3 separate regions of the Zea mays genome follow, and all the other regions are linked to region 1. Evidence: chromatin contacts called from public Hi-C data. All regions are on one chromosome and are shown on one strand. The core of a region is the stretch at or near the end of the contact, and the rest is flanking DNA. Distances in the headings are between cores, read along the strand shown. Region 1 holds the start of LOC542164 (elongated mesocotyl 1). Region 2 holds the start of LOC100272726. Region 3 holds the start of LOC103636296 (calmodulin binding protein PICBP).

Evidence for each region. Hi-C and Micro-C count contacts between places; a contact is called where the count stands out from the background.
Region 2: a contact with region 1 is called in a Hi-C map of tassel, with 4 times the contacts expected there. The contact joins the promoter of LOC100272726 here to the promoter of LOC542164 in region 1. A contact is called at or near these places in 2 of 25 Hi-C or Micro-C datasets (ear and tassel).
Region 3: a contact with region 1 is called in a Hi-C map of tassel, with 3 times the contacts expected there. The contact joins the promoter of LOC103636296 here to the promoter of LOC542164 in region 1. A contact is called at or near these places in 3 of 25 Hi-C or Micro-C datasets (ear, leaf and tassel).

Annotation. Positions count from the first base shown.
Region 1 is chr8:164,965,160-164,968,270 of Zm-B73-REFERENCE-NAM-5.0, forward strand. It overlaps LOC542164 (elongated mesocotyl 1), which reads left to right and starts at 1,686. Exons shown (of 8, transcript NM_001111786.1): 1 at 1,686-1,841. The coding sequence starts at 1,734.
Region 2 is chr8:165,188,567-165,191,677 of Zm-B73-REFERENCE-NAM-5.0, forward strand. LOC100272726 reads left to right here and starts at 1,528. Exons shown (of 2, transcript NM_001147179.1): 1 at 1,528-2,037. The coding sequence starts at 1,540.
Region 3 is chr8:164,800,912-164,804,022 of Zm-B73-REFERENCE-NAM-5.0, forward strand. LOC103636296 (calmodulin binding protein PICBP) reads right to left here and starts at 1,409. Exons shown (of 3, transcript XM_008658652.3): 1 at 317-1,409; 2 at 1-214. The coding sequence starts at 1,094. It also overlaps the pseudogene LOC103637457.

The sequences.
Region 1 (3,111 bases), core at 436-2,935:
GGAATATTCCCATAAGGGAGGGTTACAGACTGTCATTACAGAAAAGCCATTACAAGTCAGGCCCGTAACACACTTCTCTGTGCGGGGCCTGTTACAATGGGCTGAATCTCACGTGGGCCTCCGGGTTGGGTGAGGACGTGGTACGGGGCGACCTCGTCGTAGGCCTTCGTCTTGCAATGTAGAAGACGAAGGGTGGGCCCCCGGTCGTTTTGCCTCCGTTGGTGCAGCGAGATTGGCGAAGGGTAGCGTCTTCGCCTTCGCCCCAACAGTGAACATGCAGTCTGAGAACTTGGGTGCGTCTATCTACTAGAAGATATGTACGGAAATCCTGTCACAAGTTGCTTACTATTACTTTTCACAACACCCATATGTACTCCGTGTGGTGGTGTCAACGGTAGAGAGCGGCAAAATGAGAAATTTTTCGTCATCTATACATGAGAGTATAGATGACAACGGTCTATCGGGGAATAGCCCCGTCTCAGTTCTAGTGGCGAAAAATTTTACCCACTAGAATCTCTAGGAACCTCTTTCCCATCCACGTTTTCCGAGGGGATAAATTCTGACAGGGATCCCGTCTCGTCTTAGGGCTCGTTTGAAGTGGAGGATTTTTTTTCGTTTCATGTGTTTTTCGTGTAAAAATGAACTCATTTTCTATTTACATACCATAGGAGATGAAAGCTTCCCTTTTCCATTCTGTAAAAGCTAGTTTGGGAGTAAAAAACCGGAGAGGATTAGATGTGCTAAAATCTTATTCTTATTCAAAATTGAATAAGCAGAGGATTTTATCCTCTTTAACCCCCTCCATTTTTATGGCTCTCAAACTAGACATAATAAAAAAATTTACCCCGGAGAATTGAGGATGGAGGTCATTGCCATCTCCGTCTTGGAGGCTGGCTGAGACAGGTTGAAGTGAGGGCGACCAGCAACAAGAGGAATACACGCATGAGTTGGAGCAATAATCGTTGCTACGTGTCACAATGAAAATCTAAACAATTTTGATGAATCGACCGATAACAAGACATACAATTTAATTTTATCTTTCTTGAAACGCACTACAAAATACGCAAACATTTCGTGCACATTTTGCTCTTACGAGTGAGTGTTTAGGAAGACTAGTTTGACATGTCTACCAATCGATATGGGTTTGTTTAGAAGAACGATAATGATGGGCTAAAGTCAAACAAGGTATAAAAGTCACGTGAGATATCTCACTATTCATAATTACTTCCTCCATCTTAAATTACAAGCCACTCAATCTTTTTTACCAGAAGTCAGAGTATCTTAAGTTTGACAAATTTATATAACAAGACAATGTTATTTATGGTACGAAATTAGTATTATTAAAGTTTTTTATCAATTGTATTTTTATAGCATACAGATTTTTATACCATAAGTATCTGTAATATTTTCTATAAGTTTGATCAAATCTGAGATGTTTTGATTTTCTAAAAAATATAAAATAGCTTATAATTTAGAACGGGGAGATTAGTTCACCCACAAACAAAAAGAATAATGAACGTAAGCACCATTCAAAGTAGATGATGGTTACAAATTTACATCACATATTAATTAGCTACAACGCTGGTACGCAAGACGAAAGCTTTTCTTTTCCGAAAAAAATCCGTGACGAAAGCTTGTGGATGCAAACGGAAAGGTCCCCGCGTACGTGTGGCTTTTTCCCACCCTGCCTCTCTGCTCTTCCCAAGCTCCATCCCCTTGCTCTCACCACTGAAATGAGCGGCGGCGGCGGCCTTGGGTCCGGCTGCTCGTACCAGAAGTTCGTCCACTTCGCGCTGGAGCAGACCCGCCACCGCTCCACTCTCGTCCCCCACCCGTCCCAGGTTCTTGCTCGCCCCAACTACTTACTCTCATATACGTTCTTCAGCTGCCTGACAGCCTGAGCTACTAGCTATGGGCTCCCGTTTCTTCCATTGAAGGGGAGCTCTAGCTCTGGATTCATGGAGATTTTGATACAATTACTGTTCCAACTTGCCACATGCCACCGCATCTACGAATAGTGAGAAAAGCTCTGCTGGTTTTTCGTGGCTGCTCATGTGAGAATGTCCTCCCTTAAGCTTAGCAGGATCGTTCAAACAGAGCTAGATGCTCCTAGTAGCTGCTTTGGAAAAGTTTGGGATGAACCTTTTGTGCTTGATCTCAGTCTGATTGTGCATGCTCCTACCATCAACGAATCCATTGCTCTGTAACCTGGAAATCAGTCTGCTTGTTTGTAGATAGGTTAATCTAGAAGTTTGTTTTTTAGTCATTTTTTACATACCGGCATAGTACTGATCTGACTGGGAAGTTTTTTTTTTCTTTACCTGTTTACTTTTTTCGGTAATGGAAGCCTTTGCAAAAATTCAAGACAGTTGCACTGAGAGCAACTCCAATAGTTCTCTAAAAGACTTCCTAAATCAATAATTTAGGTAGTTAACATGAAAACTATTCTCCAACAATTCTCCAACAGTTTTCTAAATGAACTTTCTAAATTTAACAACTTGTCATCTAACCTCATTTTCTCTCTACATTTAGCAACCATTTAACAACTCCCTAAACAAAAATGTTGACTGCATTATATAGTTTTTGTGACTTATTTTTTATGTGGATAAATACAAAACAAAATTACAACATATATTTAGAGAACTATTGGAGAACTCACATTTTTTTTACTCCAAAAGCCATTTAGCAACTTCTTAAATCTGTGATTTAGAGAGCTAAAATTTACATAACTATTGGAGTTGCTCTGAGAGCGATAAGACACGATCATCTTGAACACGCCACGATCTCTGTAACAGGATGCACACAGCCCATAGAGAAGTGTTTCAAAGAGCACAAACAGACTATTGTTAGTTTTAAGGGGTGTTTGGTTTCTAGAGACTAATTTTTAGTCCCTCCATTTTATTATATTTTAGTTCCTAAATTGCTAGATACAATATTTGACAATTTAGGAACTAAAATAGAATAAAATTGAGGGACTAAAAATTAGTCCCTAGAAACCAAACACTCCCTTATTCTGCAGTTGTCGGTCATCTTTGTCATTCTCCTGTTAAATGCCTGTCCACATATGTTCTTTGCGAGTTTGCAACAGAGCTGAGCTGACCTTTTTTTTCA
Region 2 (3,111 bases), core at 278-2,777, 220 kb after region 1:
TAACATGCCCTAAATCTGTATGTACTTACCGATCAGTTTCCCCGACACATCTACTATTCACGCACTATGTGTATACAGTATTCACAAGAGCTTCTTTTCTTTTTTCCTCCTTTCAAATAGCTAACGAAACCAGTCGTTCTTTTTTTAATCACTCCTTCGTTCTGGCTCTTAGTATGTGCTACAGGGCCAGCGCAGGCAAGAGCCCGAGCAGCAGATAATTCGATCATTTATGGCATTTCTAATTTATAAGGTCAAACTGCCGAAGCAAGTAACTCTTTTGATTTCCATCGCACGCTACGTCCTCCTGCCATTTTAAATTGCAAATTGTTTACTGTTATTTGTAGATGAGTATTATTATGTTATTATATACGCAATACGCAGTACTCTGTTCAGATATATAATAAAAGTTGTATATTCATAAAAAAATAGAAGTGACGGATTAGGGCTCCGTTTGGAAGCAACCGAGGTTTTAAGGTAAAAAAATTAATTTTTTAGCTAGCAGAGACCAGTTTCTTGGTTTTTAAGAAACTGAGAATCTAATTTTTATAAACTAAATTATAAACTGGTATGTTTAGAACCATCTTAATTTATATAAACCAGTTTCTTAAAAATCAGGGCTTAAGTAATTTAGAATGGAACGAGGTGGCTGCAAATGCTTGGTTTGAAGTTGTGAGCGTGCATGTTACGTACCAGATTACATTAATCTGGATCTGCCCTGACATGCAACATATTTTAAGCGCACCAATTATATATGCCCCCAGGCGGGCAGGACAGCCACCCGGATTGCCTCCTCTTCCCCCCATATACATACGCCTCAACCCCCTCCCTTGCGACACAGCCTTGAGCCTCCCCTCCCCTCCAAAAAAATCTCCATCGGCATGGGCTGGCACATACAGTAACAGTAGCCTAGCCTCCAGTCCACCTCTCTCTCTCTCTTTCTCTGGAGAGAGACGCGCAAGAGAAAGAGGGGGGAGGACGGAGGGAAAAGAAGCAGAAAAAAAAGTAACAAACAAGTAGCAGTAGTGAAGAAGCAGAACCGAAGGGATCGGATCGGAGGAGGAAGTGGTGGTGAGTGGTGACAGACAGCCAGACAGAAGAGAAGAAGAAGAAGAAGGAGCTGATGACGCAAAGAGATGGGGAGGAAGGATGCAGCGCAGGCGGCGGCTCGAGTTTGAGCAGCTGCGTCTGCGTGCAGCAGGACCACAGCTGATCGAGCCAAGAAAGCAGCTGCTGCGTCGGTGGCAGTCGCCGAAGCAGCAGGTGCCAAAGCGATCGAGCTGCTCTCTGTCCGTGCTGGTCCCCGTCCCCCTCGCCTCTCTAGTCTCCACTCCACCTCCTCTCATCCATCCATCCACCCACCCAATTCGGCAGCAGCCTCCGCCGCCACACTAGCTAGCACTAGCAGTACCACCCGCGCCGCTAGTCGCTACCAGCTAGCGACTGAATCCCAGCAAGGGGGGACCGGGCCAGGATCGGAGGCGGGAGATCGACCGACCCGAGTAGAGTCAGGCAGCAGCTGCTTGGCGCGGCCGCCCGCCCATGGAGGACACCCTCAAGTCGCTGTCCATGGACTACCTCAACCTGCTCATCAACGGGCAGGCCTTCAGCGACGTCACGTTCAACGTGGAGGGCCGCCTCGTGCACGCGCACCGCTGCATCCTGGCCGCGCGCAGCCTCTTCTTCCGCAAGTTCTTCTGCGGCGCCGAGCAGGCCGCCGCCGGGCCCGGCGCGCTGCTGCTGGACCACCTCAGCCCGCGTTCCCCGTCCGGCACCTCCTCCCCGCGCGGCGCCTCCGCCGCCGCGCCGGGCGCCGCCGTCATACCCGTCAACTCCGTCAGCTACGAGGTGTTCCTGCTGCTGCTGCAGTTCCTCTACAGCGGCCAGGTGTCCCTGGTGCCGCAGAAGGGGGAGCCCCGGCCGGGCTGCGGCGAGCGCGCGTGCTGGCACACGCACTGCGCCGCCGCCGTCGACCTCGCGCTCGACACGCTCGCCGCCGCACGCTCCTTCGGCGTCGAGGAGCTCGCGCTCCTCACCCAGGTAACCAATAATTCGAGCGTCTCCCTCGCTCGCTCCCTCTCTCCGACTTCAATTCTTGATTTGCTGGTTTCTTCTCCATTGCTGGTGGCTCCTGTTCTTCTTCCTGCTCCCCTTCTCCGTCCAGCCGGACGAAAGATAAATAATTAATTAAAAGGGAGAAAACGGAAGAAAAAAACGGCTTCCAATTTATTTTTCGCGTCTGCTACTCGAGGGAATTGAGGATTATTGTGGGGATCAAGATGGGAGTTGGGGTTGGTTATGTTGGGATTGCCGAGCATTCTGCAGCATTATATTGATTTGATCTCGCTCTGTACCCCTCCTGCTTCCGCTCCGCCGTCCGCCCTTTTTAAATGAAGTGAAGGATGATGAGCCGCGGCAGTACCAGCAGGCAGGCGCGCCAGGCACCGGGCAGGGAGTGGTCGGCCTTCTTCGTCGCCGCCGCCCTGCGCATGCACGCGTGCGAACCTGTGCGCTCCTTGCTCTCTTTCTCCCGTTGTCCATCCATCATCCATCCATCTTTCTGTCCGTCCGTCGGCCTGCTGCTGCGGCTGCCGCGCTTTCTCCTTTCTCCCTTAGGGTTCGTTGCACGGAGATCTCACTTTATCTTTCCACCACTGTAGGAGAGGTGAAGAGGCATCGTCTTCTTTTATCTCTCCCTATCTACCACATCCGAATGAAACGCCATTGCTGCCTCACTTCTCTTCTCTTTTATGGCCACGCCTACCGCCCACGCTCACCACTGTTGCAGCGCAAGCAGCACGGGTTGATAGTGGATGGCTTTGGCTTTCCGTCGTGCAGTGCAAGGGCAACGTACTGCAAGGTTGTGCAATTTGCTAGCATGCATCCTGCTGTCAGCTGGAAAGAAAGAAAGAAAAAAAATCGTTCTTTCAGTTTTCCGTCCCCTGATTTGCAATTTCTGTCTAGGGTTTCGTCATGCTGGCCGGGCTGGGTCTCTCCAATACATACCTAGGCTTAGTTGTTTAATTCCCTCTCCTCCTTTAATTCCCCCCCAAAAAAATCTGCTCCTCCAATCAGCACCATGACGTTCCCATACTGTTGCACCCCTTCTCTATA
Region 3 (3,111 bases), core at 159-2,658, 160 kb before region 1:
AGGAAATTCGGAAGCCTGGGTTTGAAAGGACGCATTCGCTTGACACCCTGTTCAGATGTTCTCCTCCTCCTGGCAATGCTCGACCCGTTCTGCTGCTGAGAGGATGCTGCTGCATAGGCACAGGCAGAGCTAACATCTTCAAAGCTTATCCCACTGAGCGAGCTGGAAACGCTATCGACCGACGATTCCTTTGGAGCACCACCACCCACGCCACCTGCAAAATCGCCATATGGTTCGTCATGCATCAAGGACTGCTGCTCGATTCCAACGTGCGCACGAGCGATACGGTTCGCGGAAACATTGCTGGAAACCTCACCTTGAGGATTGTTTCCTCCGTGTTTAACGTCCAGCTCCTCGGAGATGTCAGACCTGCAGTCACCCATGTCCTCCCCTCCATGGTCCACCAAGGTCTTCTTCTCCTCAAGGCCGCGATGCTTGGTCGTCCCCGACGGCTCAAACGAGCCAGCCGAGATCACGTCGCTGGACGCGCAGGACCCGTCCACGGAAGCAGCGCCCGAACCCTCCGCGTCGCCACCGCAGCAGCCCAGGGGACCGAACACGACGTGCTCCGTCCGCCCCACTTCGTCGGACGAGAGATCGCTGCTGGTCACGTCCGAGCCGGCGCGTATCTCGACGAAGTAGCCGCTTCCGTGACCGGCGGCGGCGTTGCGGAACGGCGAGGCGCCCTTGAGCTTCATGCGCTGCTGCGTCTTGATGAGCCGCCTCCGCGCCGCCACGAAGGCGCCCAGGGGCGGCACGGGTGCTGCCGCGTGGGCGTGGCCCTTGAAGGAGCAGTACGCGTAGGGGCAGGCGTCCGCCGACCCGGCGGCCCCGGGCCCCTTCATGGCGGAGGAGCACGTGGCCCTGCACGCGCGCAGCGCCGCAGCCGTCAGCACCGCCTTCTCTCTCCCTGGCTGAGGATGCGGCGCGGCGGCGGCGCTGGACCTGGCGCCGGAGCAGGTCGTCGCCCTCATGTAGTTGGGGGCCGGCGGCGCCGGGGCCATGCCGCCAGAGCGACCCCTGCTTCCCGGACCCCCGGCCGGCACGGCGCTGGGGTCTTTGGGCTTCTTGCGCGCTGGCTTCCTCAGCACCATGGCGCGGGGACTTATTGGTTTCTTGGAGCGGTCCGGGACTCCGGGTTGCTTATCCGAGCGGCGACCGAGGGAAGGGAGGCAGGCAAGGCAAGGCCAAAGAAAGGGAAGGTTTCGCTGAACTCCTGGACGGGCAAGGGTTGGGGCGACGCGAACAAGGAAGGTCAGGTGGTGGTGATCGTTGCGAGATTCGGGTTCCTTTGGATTCGGAAGGGGGCGGCGGCGGCGAGGGCGGCGTGGCTGGACGCTTTCAAGAATCGTCCAAGAAGCGTTCGGACTTCGGAGGGGAGCTGGATTTTGAATGCGTTCGTCGTATCTTCTGTGGCGCAGGGACCCTGTGCACCGGGTCATGTGGCGTCCCTCATCCGTTATCATATTCGAAGGTCCAAAAGAACTTCGCAGCCAGGAATTCCGGTTAAATCCAACAGACTTTACAGAAATCAATTTAGTTTTATAGAAAAACCACAAATTTTTTTTAAAAAAAATCGTCACGCTCCAATGATTGATAATTGGATGGTTAAAAGAACATTTAAGCGGGCTCTTATCTCTTGGGAGAGGAGATGACTAGCAAACAATTGCATCATACATATGCATAGCATTGCCGTCCTGCACGAAACAAAAAAAGAAATCCAGAGGGTAAATGGCAGGTTGGCGACAAGAACAACGAACAAATGCAAGCGTTGGATAGTAGTAATACAGTACAGCTGCCTCAGGCTTGGCCATATGGACACGGGACGAGTGTAGAGCGCGTAGTGTTCATCCCGACGGAGCAACAGAGAACGCAAAGCAAGTGTTGCTTTGTACATTACAATTCTGATATAGCAAGTCAAACAACTTTGAATATGATTGTTTTATATAAATTTACTGAACTGGTCTTAAAGTTCATAAAGCTAAGCTAGTTTTTTGTGAAGCTGAGCAGTGTCAAACATATTGTTAGTTAAATTTCAGATGCTTTGGCTAAGTCTAAAACAAAATTACATTATTTACCAGACGGGAGTAGTACATTATTAAAGGGAAGTAGAAACAATAGAAGTTCATGGCCCAACCATGAACAAGAAGGCCCAAATATGTTATGGGCCATCTCAATAGGTGGTAGGCTCGGCCCGAAGCAACTTAAGCCAGCTGCAACTGATGACTGAAGAAAGGCATACATAATAATATCACTGATAACACAAGTCATTCTCTTGGAGAAGAAGAAGCAAGAAAGATATATGCATGCTGACAGCTCTTTGTCGTCGAGACATTAATTTGTATGGCCAAGCTAACATAGCTAGCTACTCCAGAAAGGAGAAAGCAGATAAAATTATGATGTTAAGCTCATCTGCCATTTCGCCAGCCCGTTCGTGCACCGTGCTGAGGCCGCCCTGCGCATCAAGGGAGTGCCCTACGAGTTCATCCAAGAAGACCTGCTGGAGAACAACCCCATCCACAAGAAGGTGCCGGTGCTGCTGCACGGCGACCGCGCCGTCTGCGAGTCCCTCGTCATCGTGAAGTACGTCGCCCCTCCTCCCCAGCGACCCCGCCGGCCGCGCTGCCGCTCGTTTCTGGGCTCAATACCAAGGTACATATGCTTCATCGTTACTGCAGTCCTGTTCAGTATGCATTTGCATGCGTTATCTGAATTACTGATGAACGCGCGCAGTGCCGGCCGGAGGCCGTTAGTTCTGTCTTTCTTGACGGAGGGCGAGCTGCGGGAGGGGTTCCTCCAGGAGACGAAGAAGAACCTGGCGCTCCTGGAGGCGCAGCTTGACGGCAAGAGGTTCTTTGGTGGCGACTCCGTCGGCTACCTGGACATAGCACTCAGTGGACTGTCTCGTTGGATAGCTGTGTTCGAAGAGATGACCGGCATGAGCTTGGTGGGCGACGAGGACGATGACTTCCCTGCTCTGCGCCGCTGGGCCAAGGAGTACACTTCAAACAAAGCTGTGAAGCAGTGCCTACCGAGCATGGAGGATCTCAAAGCACACTTCTGTGCAAAGACGGGTACTAGAAGTTCCCACATCAATTTTTGACACATACA